Regions from separate parts of the Mus musculus genome. Here region 2 is linked to region 1. The links are chromatin contacts, called in public HiChIP or PLAC-seq maps. All regions are on one chromosome and are shown on one strand. The core of a region is the stretch at or near the end of the contact, and the rest is flanking DNA. Distances in the headings are between cores, read along the strand shown. Region 1 overlaps Spp1 (secreted phosphoprotein 1). Region 2 has its middle 21 kb from the start of Gm32276.

The links. HiChIP or PLAC-seq counts read pairs in DNA pulled down with a chosen protein or histone mark.
Region 2: an H3K27ac HiChIP or PLAC-seq map of embryonic stem cells shows a contact between it and region 1, with 5 times the contacts expected there. The contact joins two enhancer-like sites. A contact is called at or near these places in 4 of 39 promoter capture datasets (the 3T3-L1 cell line, hippocampal neurons, liver and 1 more), 1 of 115 datasets of contacts at active chromatin or transcription factors (embryonic stem cells) and 1 of 9 other capture datasets (macrophages).

What each region holds. Positions count from the first base shown.
Region 1 is chr5:104,439,224-104,444,506 of GRCm38.p6, forward strand. It overlaps Spp1 (secreted phosphoprotein 1), which reads left to right. Exons shown (of 7, transcript NM_009263.3): 6 at 42-323; 7 at 1,006-1,830. The coding sequence ends at 1,395. Among named protein-coding and RNA genes, the nearest start is that of Spp1, 6.8 kb to the left of the region's middle. Within about 2 kb of position 3,703, at least 15 of the 459 cell types and tissues checked have an H3K27ac peak or open chromatin away from gene starts, as enhancers often do. A contact at or near this core is called in embryonic stem cells, where this site is marked.
Region 2 is chr5:105,669,441-105,674,946 of GRCm38.p6, forward strand. No RefSeq gene overlaps it. Among named protein-coding and RNA genes, the nearest start is that of Gm32276, 21 kb to the left of the region's middle. Within about 2 kb of position 3,116, at least 8 of the 459 cell types and tissues checked have an H3K27ac peak or open chromatin away from gene starts, as enhancers often do. A contact at or near this core is called in embryonic stem cells, where this site is marked.

The sequences.
Region 1 (5,283 bases), core at 2,453-4,952:
CCAAGCGCTAATTTACTGAGCCAACTTGCTTTGTGATTTAGACTCTTCCAAGCAATTCCAATGAAAGCCATGACCACATGGACGACGATGATGACGATGATGATGACGATGGAGACCATGCAGAGAGCGAGGATTCTGTGGACTCGGATGAATCTGACGAATCTCACCATTCGGATGAGTCTGATGAGACCGTCACTGCTAGTACACAAGCAGACACTTTCACTCCAATCGTCCCTACAGTCGATGTCCCCAACGGCCGAGGTGATAGCTTGGCTTATGGACTGAGGTCAAAGTCTAGGAGTTTCCAGGTTTCTGATGAACAGGTAAATGATGAACAGACATGTTGAAGGGCTATGGCTTGATCTCACTTCTAGGAAACCAGAGTCTGCAGATTCACTCACTCTTCATCAAGCACTGTACATTTATATGAAATCTACTGTATGACCTTTGAATACAGAGCTTTTTTTTTTTAATGGTCCTGTTTAAAAGTGTGTGTGATGTCTTTTTAATTTTACCTATCGCACACAATGTCATCTTTCCATATTCAAAGTCTTAGCAATATTTAAGAGCAATTTATGTTATTAAATAGCTACTTTGGAAAATAGCAATTATATGTTAAAAATAATGGCCATATATAGAAAACAGTCATATATAATGGAAGCTAAGTGGGTAAGAGGAATTGTAAAGTCACTGTTACAATGAACTTAGTCCGGCTTAGACTTAGCCTTGGCGTTACTGTTCAGTTTAACTTTAACGCTCAATGCCTTTTCATCAGAGATAGAACCTTATAGGTTTTAACACACACAAAGATGATATCCCTATTAAACCAGAAATGATTGATATGAAGCTGACTGGTGAAATATAAAGTACACACTAATATTATTTTTCTTCAGTCAAAATTTTAAAAATATTCAGTACAGTTTGACCTAAAAGTTAGAGATCAAAGCATTATGATGCTCTTGTTCCTGTCTGTTTATATAATTCTTCAATTTGTTCTTGATTCAGTATCCTGATGCCACAGATGAGGACCTCACCTCTCACATGAAGAGCGGTGAGTCTAAGGAGTCCCTCGATGTCATCCCTGTTGCCCAGCTTCTGAGCATGCCCTCTGATCAGGACAACAACGGAAAGGGCAGCCATGAGTCAAGTCAGCTGGATGAACCAAGTCTGGAAACACACAGACTTGAGCATTCCAAAGAGAGCCAGGAGAGTGCCGATCAGTCGGATGTGATCGATAGTCAAGCAAGTTCCAAAGCCAGCCTGGAACATCAGAGCCACAAGTTTCACAGCCACAAGGACAAGCTAGTCCTAGACCCTAAGAGTAAGGAAGATGATAGGTATCTGAAATTCCGAATTTCTCATGAATTAGAGAGTTCATCTTCTGAGGTCAACTAAAGAAGAGGCAAAAACACAGTTCCTTACTTTGCATTTAGTAAAAACAAGAAAAAGTGTTAGTGAGGGTTAAGCAGGAATACTAACTGCTCATTTCTCAGTTCAGTGGATATATGTATGTAGAGAAAGAGAGGTAATATTTTGGGCTCTTAGCTTAGTCTGTTGTTTCATGCAAACACCGTTGTAACCAAAAGCTTCTGCACTTTGCTTCTGTTCTTCCTGTACAAGAAATGCAAACGGCCACTGCATTTTAATGATTGTTATTCTTTTATGAATAAAATGTATGTAGAAACAAGCAAATTTACTGAAACAAGCAGAATTAAAAGAGAAACTGTAACAGTCTATATCACTATACCCTTTTAGTTTTATAATTAGCATATATTTTGTTGTGATTATTTTTTTTGTTGGTGTGAATAAATCTTGTAACGAATGTAAGGAGTCTGGTGGTGTCAATTATTCTTTATTAGTTTCTCAAAATTATTTTGTAATGTCTAAAATATAACCATTTCAATGGACATGCCCAGTTTAATTAAAGCCATTTAGGGTTTTAATGGTCAGAGGAACACAGATTACCCGGGAGTTGACAGCAGCCAGAACCTACAAGGCTCCCTCAGGAAATATTCTCACCTAAGTATGACATATACTAATTAATATATGAGCGAGCAAAAGCTTGAAACTTGAATGGAATTAGAAGTTGATTGTTTATGTTTTCTATCATCTTTGCTCAGTAAATGTGTGGCTTTCTTGCCCTAATAGAACCTTGTGTCTGTCTTCTAGCTATTCTAGTAATTCTTAGGTAAGAATGTGTGCGTGCTTCTGTGTGTGTGTGTGTGTGTGTGTGTGTGTGTGTGTGTGTGTGTGTGGTGTGTGTGTTTCAATTGAAAACCAACGTTCTCAGTTTCATCCAAATATGAACTTTCAGAAATATTGTAGTGCCACATGTGACTTTAGTCTTTAGAACTAGATTTCCCTTTTAGAAATCATGGAAACAATCTAAATATCCTTCAACTGACAAATGAATAATGAAAATATGGCACAAATATACAGTATATAGGATGCTGTTCAGCTTTAAAGGAAAAGTTAAATCATGAGATTTGCAAGTAGGTGAATGAGACTAGAAAAGAAAGTATTGAGGGGTGATCCAGACCAAGAGAAATGAATGTTATGGGTGCCTATCTGTGGCTCCTAGCTTCAAGGCTTCAGATGTAAATGCATAGTCTGGAGTCACTGCAGAAACCAGGAAAGTAAAGAGGGAAATGGAATGTTGGGGAGTAATAGGGACATGGATGCCAGGCTACAGTGATTAGGGAGGGGCTGAGATAAATCCAGAAGGAAGTAGGTATAATACCAGTGAGGATGTCTGCAAAGGTTATAAAGAATCCTATTACTATCTACCTTCATAAAATTATATGTAATGCACACACACACACAGACATACACACAAACACACACATACAAATATACACACATGACACATACAGACACACATATGCACACAAACATACACATGTACACATACAGACACACACCTGGAGGGAGGGAGAGAGAGAGAGAGAGAGAGAGAGAGAGAGAGAGAGAGAGAAAGAGAGAGAGAGAGGAGAGAGAGTTAGATTAAGTGAAAATTTCCCATCTGGGCTGACGATGCTCTCCGTGAGAGCTACAGACTATCAAATCCTCAAGCCTAAGCGCAAGAAACTTCCTTTGAGTTATTGGTCTGGATGGTCCAAGGGACACCCCCCACACACCCAACAAAACAAACAAACAAACAAAAACATTATAGGTTATTGCTGTGGCCCTTGGTTTCCTTCCAACGGTTGAAGATAAAAAAGTCCCTATTTTGGAGGACACCATGCACTTCAGACATAGGACCCAGACAGTTGGGCTGGATCTAACCTGAAAACCTCCTCCCTAAGGACTGGCTCTTAAGCCAGAAGGTACCATGCAAGCTTCCAAGGGACAGAAGCAATGTCATGCAAAGCCATGATGGCCTGTTGCCACGGACCAGGTTCAGTCGGCCCCCCTCAATCCATGGGAATCAGGGGCTCTGGCAGGTGGACGTGGAGTTGGCAAGAACTGACAGACACAGACACGAGAGAGTGTGCTGGATATGAATGTATTTTGTCCAAACGAACACCAGACTTTTAATACAGAAGAAAAACAAGAAATTTAGGCAAACACATCCGCCAAGTTTACACTGACACAAAACAAAAAGAATGCATACATCAAAAGATGGTGGGAGCCAGGCCACATTTACCACTTAAAAAGATCAGCTGAACACTGGAGCCAGGTGAATGGCCTGATGCAACCCTAGTCTATTGTTAAACCCACCACCAGGAGTTCTTTAGTAAATACCTGATTATGCTAGTCCTCTGGGCCCAGTGAAGAAACCTGCACCAGGGAAATTCCCTTCTACTCTTTCAAGCGACAACCCACCTATTTCCTAGGCCATTGTGTATATCTGTGTTTGGGTGTGACTCAGCTATTGTCCTAAGTAATTGCTATGCAGACTAGCCCTGAGCTTTCCTAGCTCTGTTCCAGTAAATAGTAATGCCTAATTAGTTTCACTGTCTCTACTAGAAGTGAATTTGAATGTTACTGAATAGATAACTTTCTTACTGAATTCCAAGCTCAGAGTTGGCTTCAAGGATTTTCTAGGACATTGGAACACTGATAGAGGCTTAGCTATGTCAAAAATCAATCCTTAAAGGTACTTATAATAATAATACTGAAAGAGAGCACACGGATCCAAACACCAGACTAACGCAGGGACAGGTTTTGAGTATATGGGCTATGAGAATGCCAAGGTTCCAGGAGGCTGTTTCCATGAAACCCATTGCCTCATGACTACTTTCAGGCTTTAGGCCTACCAAGTAGACTGCACTGGAGTAGTCGTAGCAGCCTGTGAACTAAAATAACAACCAGTGTGGCACAATATCACTAAGGGTGAACTAGTAGTGAGCATATGTTGACAGTAACAAATAGCTCTCTACTTAGACCGAAGGCCTACTCACACAGAAGTAAATCCTGCTCAATACTAGAAACTTAACCAGTTAAACAGGACTAGTGAAGTCATGGATCTTGAGGGGTAACCTACACCTGCTACTTTACTAAACCAACACAATCCCTAAGAACATTCTAACTATGTGTTCTTAAACCCACAGATAATTACAAATCTAACTTCCCATCAAAGAAACATCTTCCTGGGTACAGATGAAGACCACTATAAAAAAACCACAACTTACAAAAATGCAAAACAATGCCTGTGACTGTGTGGTACCCAGTCTCAGCTGATACATCTATAATGCAATTCTTGTACCTAAGGCTCAGGGATCATGGAGGAATGACCCGTCCAGCAGGTCCAGTTATTCGAGGATCTCGAGGGGACCTCCTCCTAATAACCAAATGGGGGGTAGAGAGAGACGAGGGTCTTGTACGAATAACGACACGGAAACCGTTCTGAAGCTGTATCAAGACCCCGATGTATTGAGAAAGGTCCAAGGCTTAAATGCACAAGCAAAAGGGGAAGTACAGATAAATTATCAGTGGGATGGGTAGGGCAATACAAGCAAAAGGAGAGGTATTTATCAGTGGGAGGGGTAGGGCAATACAAGCAAAAGGAGAAGTACTTATGGGAAGGGGGGGCAATAGAAATTCTTTCTTTTGACAGCTACACAGGGAAGCAGGAATTTGGTAGTGTCAGGGTGTGGTCAGGAGAGCAGTGATGACCCAGGGCTGGAACATCCCATAGTTCTCGGAATCCATGAGTCGGTGGCCCGCTTTTGACCCCTTTTTTCTTCTGGGGGGGGGAGGCCCAATTTAGAGATCGAGAGTTGTCTTAATAGCTCCCAACAGAGGAAGAGAGGAGAGAAAGATTGCAATAACTGGAGCACC
Region 2 (5,506 bases), core at 1,866-4,365, 1.2 Mb after region 1:
ATGGGTTATGAATAAAATTGCTAGCCTCTCCCTACTTCCAGAAGGTTAGAAGGTAAGGCGGAAAGCTCCAAGCTTCGGGTCAATCTGTTTCCAGCAACCTGCTCCATACTGAAGCTATCTGGGACCACAAAGTGTTGCCTCATCAGAACAAAAGATTCTCCTGTTACTCAAGAGCTTATGAGTGGTTTTGTGCCAGGAACTGACGTCAAAGACCAGATGAATATCTCTTATCACACGACCATTCTCAATGTGTTGGACCCTTTCCCCAATCGCTTCAGTGATCCAGGGCAGTCCTTCTGTTAGTCAGCTCAGGAGCAGCTGTGTTTCCTCCTGCCTTGCTATCTAGCACATTCCTAGGGTGGAAGAACTACCACAGGCAAGATGGTGCGTCTGTTTGTGCATCAACCAGTTGCTGGGATTGATTTTTGAAAGTAGCCCAGTGCTGAATGAGGCCATTCTCTTCAGCCAAGGTAACCCTCAGGAGAGACACACCCATGTGCCCCAAACAATCAATTTTCCCAGCAGGTGATTGATGAGAGCTTCAGCCCTGAAGGGGATATCTGGGGCAACAGAGCACATGACAGCTGGACGCATTTTAAAATTAGAGCCAACAGTATTTACTGAGGAGCTGAGTCCCAAAGACACTTGGTGTTTTGAGGACTGGGCAACAGAAAGCTCATGGCAGGATGAAGAGGATGTCTGTGCTATCTCACTTAACCCTCACAGTTAAGCAAGGAGGCAAGCACTCTGGCCGATTGTGTCATTCCCCTGGGGAAGCTGGGGTATAGAGCTGAAGAAAATTCCAATCGAGGTCACTCGGTTCATCAGTGAAAAGTCAAGATTTGAGCCCAACCGGTCCTGCTCAAAATACTGTTTTATTTTGAAAAGATGTTGGGCCCCTTCTCTGATGCTCAGGAGCCTGGAAACTAGACATTATTTTATAGAGTCCTAAGCTTTCTCACTATGACTAGTGTATGCTGAAATACTTTGAATATTTATGGACTGACTGTGTGAAAAGCCAGTTGCATACAAAATGCTCATGTGTATTTCTACATGGTTGTGTATGTCCTTGCTTCTTCAGTGTTTTCCATTCCCCCAGATCAATAAAACCCCAAACTCTTTACTGCAAAGCCCAGTCTATTGGGGACTGGGATCAAAGCTTAGCCTGCAGAATGCTTGCCCAGGATGCATGGAAGCCTGGGTTAGAACCCACATGCTGCATGAAGCCAGGTGCAGTGGTGCATCCTAGGGATGCCAGCACTTGGGAGGTGGAGAGAGAATGACCAGGAGTTCAAGATCATCTTTGGTGACATAGGAGAGTCAGAACAGGCTGAGTGACATAGCACCCTGTCTGGAAAATATAAAAAATCTACCAAGCCTCCTCTTGGCTGTCCCAGATTGTTGAACCCATCAGTTCCTTCTCTCCCCTCCTTTGGAGTTACATGGATATATTACCCACACTCTGTCCAGGGTGAGTGGCTTCCTAATGTCACCAGTGCCATGTTCTGGTTCTGACCCCAGGACAGACCCCCAAAACCTGCAATAACCCTTCCTCCTGAGTATCAGAATATTTCTCATCTTCAAACCTTAAATCAGCGAGCGGTTCTCAGCCTGTTAGTTGCGACCCGCTGGGGGATCAATGACCCTTTCACAGGGCTTGCCTATCAGATAGTTACATTACAGTTCATAACAGTTGCAAAATCACAGCTGTGAAATAGCAATGAACATAAATGCATGGTTGGGGGTCACCGCACCAAGAGGAGGAGCTGAATGGAAGGATCACAGAGTTGCAAAGGTTGAGAACCACGAGTTTAGATGGAGACTTTCTCTTCCATGAAAGTAAGAAGGCTCAGTGTGCACTGGGGCTCTGTTCAATTGTAACAGATTGTAAACCTCAAGTGCATTACATTGTCCACAGGTGTGCATTCATACACACAGATGCACACAGAGACGGAGACACCCACACACACACAGAGACACACACAGACACGCACAGAGAAACACATGAGGGGGGCAGGGAGGGAGGAAGGAAGGAAGGAAGGAAAGAAAGAAGGAGGGAGGGAGGGAGGAAGGAAGGAAGGAAGGAAGGAAGGAAGGAAGGAAGGAAGGACGGAAGGAAAGAAGGACACTAAAAACGAGCTAATGCCAGTCTTTGGCGTCTGCCCCTAGTAATGTGTTTATAAAAAGATAAAGAGAAAGAATATGTTCTATGGGGGTGTGGTGAGGTATGGGGGGACCAACCACATGATGGTATAGTATAGAATAGAGTTTATTCAGGGCATGGGGAAGGGAGTTAAGAGGGTAGTAGAGGCAGAGAAAGGCAGAGAGAGGGAGAGAGTAGAGAAATTGAGGCTGGCCATGAGCCCGTGGGGGGTGGAGGGAGGGAATGGGGATGGGAGAGCAAGAGCAAGGGAGAAGCAAGAGAGAGAGGAGGAGGCAAGCAGGCTCTTTTATAGTGGATCAGGCCTTCCTGGCTGTTGCCAGGTAACTGTGGGGTGGAGTTTATATGGAATGCTAACACCTAGAACCACTGGGGTTGGGGTCGGTTTGGTCACTTGACTTTGGCAGAAGGGTCCAGAGTGCAGAATGAGTCTATGGTGCAGCTGTTCCCTCCTAGGTGTTATGTCAGGCTGGATGCTACAACTGGGAATTATGATTTCTGAGACCTGGCATACAGCAAACCTAGAAACTCCTAATTCATATGTTTTCTCCCCCTCTTCCATCCTCTTCTTTCCCAAGAAACACAGAGGCTAAATTTGTTAGCCAACATTATATAACTAAGACCGTTTGAACCTCCGCCTTCCAGCTTCAAGTTTGAGGTTTGTTATTTTGTTGTTGTTGTTTGTCATTGTGCTGAAATTGTTTCATTTTAAAACAAATTAGAACAGAGTTCCCTAGAAACTCCTTCTTTTGATTAATTTACAAAATATTGTTGGTAGAAAAAAAGAAATATTGTTACCAACAGAAAAACAGATGGCCTGGATAGACAATGGGACCCCTTCTGTCTGTCCTTCACTTGTCTCTAAGCCTGTGATCAGTTTGATAGGCCCATCTACGTACTGAAGACAGCTCTGGGGCGAGGGCAGTTCTGACAGGAACTCCATTGTTAATCAATGTTTAGCTACATAACATGGCCTGGGGCCTTCAAAGGGGCCACATGATGATGGCTCTCCTCTAAGCAGCATCAACTCTCAGCCGTCCTCATCCCAGCACTCAACAGTAAGGAAAGAGCAGTCCAGTGAGGAGAGCCCAGGAAGAGGAGAGGGGGAGCCGGAGCACACACCAGGGTTGTTCTGGGTACTGGCCACAGCCCTCAGAAGACAGCATCTACATTCCCAGACAGGCAGGAAGGGTGAGCATAAAGAAGCCAGAGAGAGCAAAAGGAGATACACAGGCCCTTTTTTCTTTCTTTCCTGTGTGCCTCCAGAGGAAAACCACCCCAAGGACAGAAGAGGCTCCTCTCCCAGGTCAAGCTTATTTAACACCACCTCCACGGTGCTACTTTGAACGGGAATGACTCCCACGGGATCATAGGTGTGACTGCTTGGTCATCAGGGAGTGGCACTATCTGACAGGGATTAGGAGGTATGGTCTTACTAGAGGAGGTGTGTCACTGGGGGTGGGCTTTGAGGTTTCTCTCTTCCCCCTGCCTATGAATCTGGATGTAGAACTCTCAGCTATCTCTCCAGCCCCATGTCTGCCTGTGTGCTGCCATGCTCCCTGCCACAATGGTAATGGACTAAACCTCTGAAACTGTAAGCCAGCCCCAATTAAATGCTTTCTGTTAAAAAAGTTGCCATGGTCATGGTGTCTCTTCACAGCAATGGAACACTGACTAAGACATCCAGTGTCCTGCTCCTTAGCAAGTTTGGCCAGAGAATAGAAAATATAGCTCTGAGGGACAGACAGCCCCTGACTTGAACCCACAAGGGCCTGGGATCAATCACCAGCACCAGAAAGAGACACCAGAAAAACATACAGACACACAGAGAGACAGACAGTCAGGTGGATAGACAGACATACAGATAGGAAGAGACAGAGAGAGACAGACACATACAAAGAGACAGAGACAGAGAAGCAGAGACAGAGAGAGAGAGAGAGGAGAGAGAGAATTATTGAGGTTGGAGAATTAGCTAAGCAAATGGATTAAGAGCACTGGCTGTTCTTCCGAAGAATCCAGGTTTGATATCAAGCACCCACATACTGACTCTCAACCAGCTGTAACTCCAGTCCCAGCCTGATCCAAAGCCGTCTTCTGGTCTCTGTGGGCACCACACGTGCGTGGTTCTCATACATGTGGGAAAAATACCCAAACACATAAGATAATAATAATTGAAAAATTAGTCCACATTAATATTGCTCTTTTTGGGCCCATCTCAGGGGTGGAGGAGGGGAGGACCATGAATTTCCTCCACCCAAAAGTCAATGTATTTATGTGATACTCTTATGATTGTTTGTGTGTTCCGGCGTGGCGAGAGTACATGTGTGTAGTGCACACCCCAGGGTGTTGGTGTGCACCTAGGTACAAAGACCAGAGGTTGCGGTCAGACTTCATCGCAATCACTCTGTACGTTATTTACTGAGGCAGGATCTCTCCCTAAACCCAGAACTTGCAGATTCAGCTTGCCTAGCTAGCCAGCTTGCCCTGAGAGTCCCATCCCTGCTCCCTAGGTCCTAGCATCACTACTAGCCACCATACCTTCCCAGAATTTATGTGGGTACTGGGCATCTCAACTCCCATCCTGTCTATCCACTGAACCTCTCCCCAGTCTTATTTCACATTCTTTTAAGCTAGCTTTTATTTATTTTTCTAAAGTTTATTTATTTTGTATTTATACGAGTACACTGTAGCTGTCATCAGACACACCAGAAGAGGGCATCAGATTCCATTACAGATGGCTGTGAGCCACCATGTGGTTGCTGGGATTTGAACTCAGGACCTCTGGCAGAGCAGTCAGTGCTCTTAACCGCCAAGCCATCTCTCCAGCCCAAGGTAGCTTTTAAAAACAGTATTATATTGCTGGGCGGTGGCGGTGCACGCCTTTAAGCTCAGCACTTGGGAGGCAGAGGCAGGTGAATTTCTGAGTTTGAGTCCAGCCTGATCTACAGAGTGAATTCCAAGACAGCCAGAGCTACACAGAGGAACCTTGTTTTGAAAAACAAAAACAAAAAGAGTATTACATTTTATTTGTGTATGTGTGCATTTGTGCTCATGTAAGCATGGGAAGCTAGTGGTCTCCGACCACTGCGTGGACATTGGGGGATCAAACTCAGATTGTCAGGCCCAGGGGCAAGCACCCTTACCTGATGCATCTTACCAGACATGTGCTTAGTGCCAACATTTCAGAACTTAATATCATAATCCAATATATGATAATACATGGACAAATGTTTTCCAAGAGCCTTTGGGTGCCCCCTCCTCTGAGAATGTGGCTAACAGGAGTGTGTCTAATTTCTAATTTTGCCTTTATACGCAGACATGACTCACACTTCCAAATGCAAAACC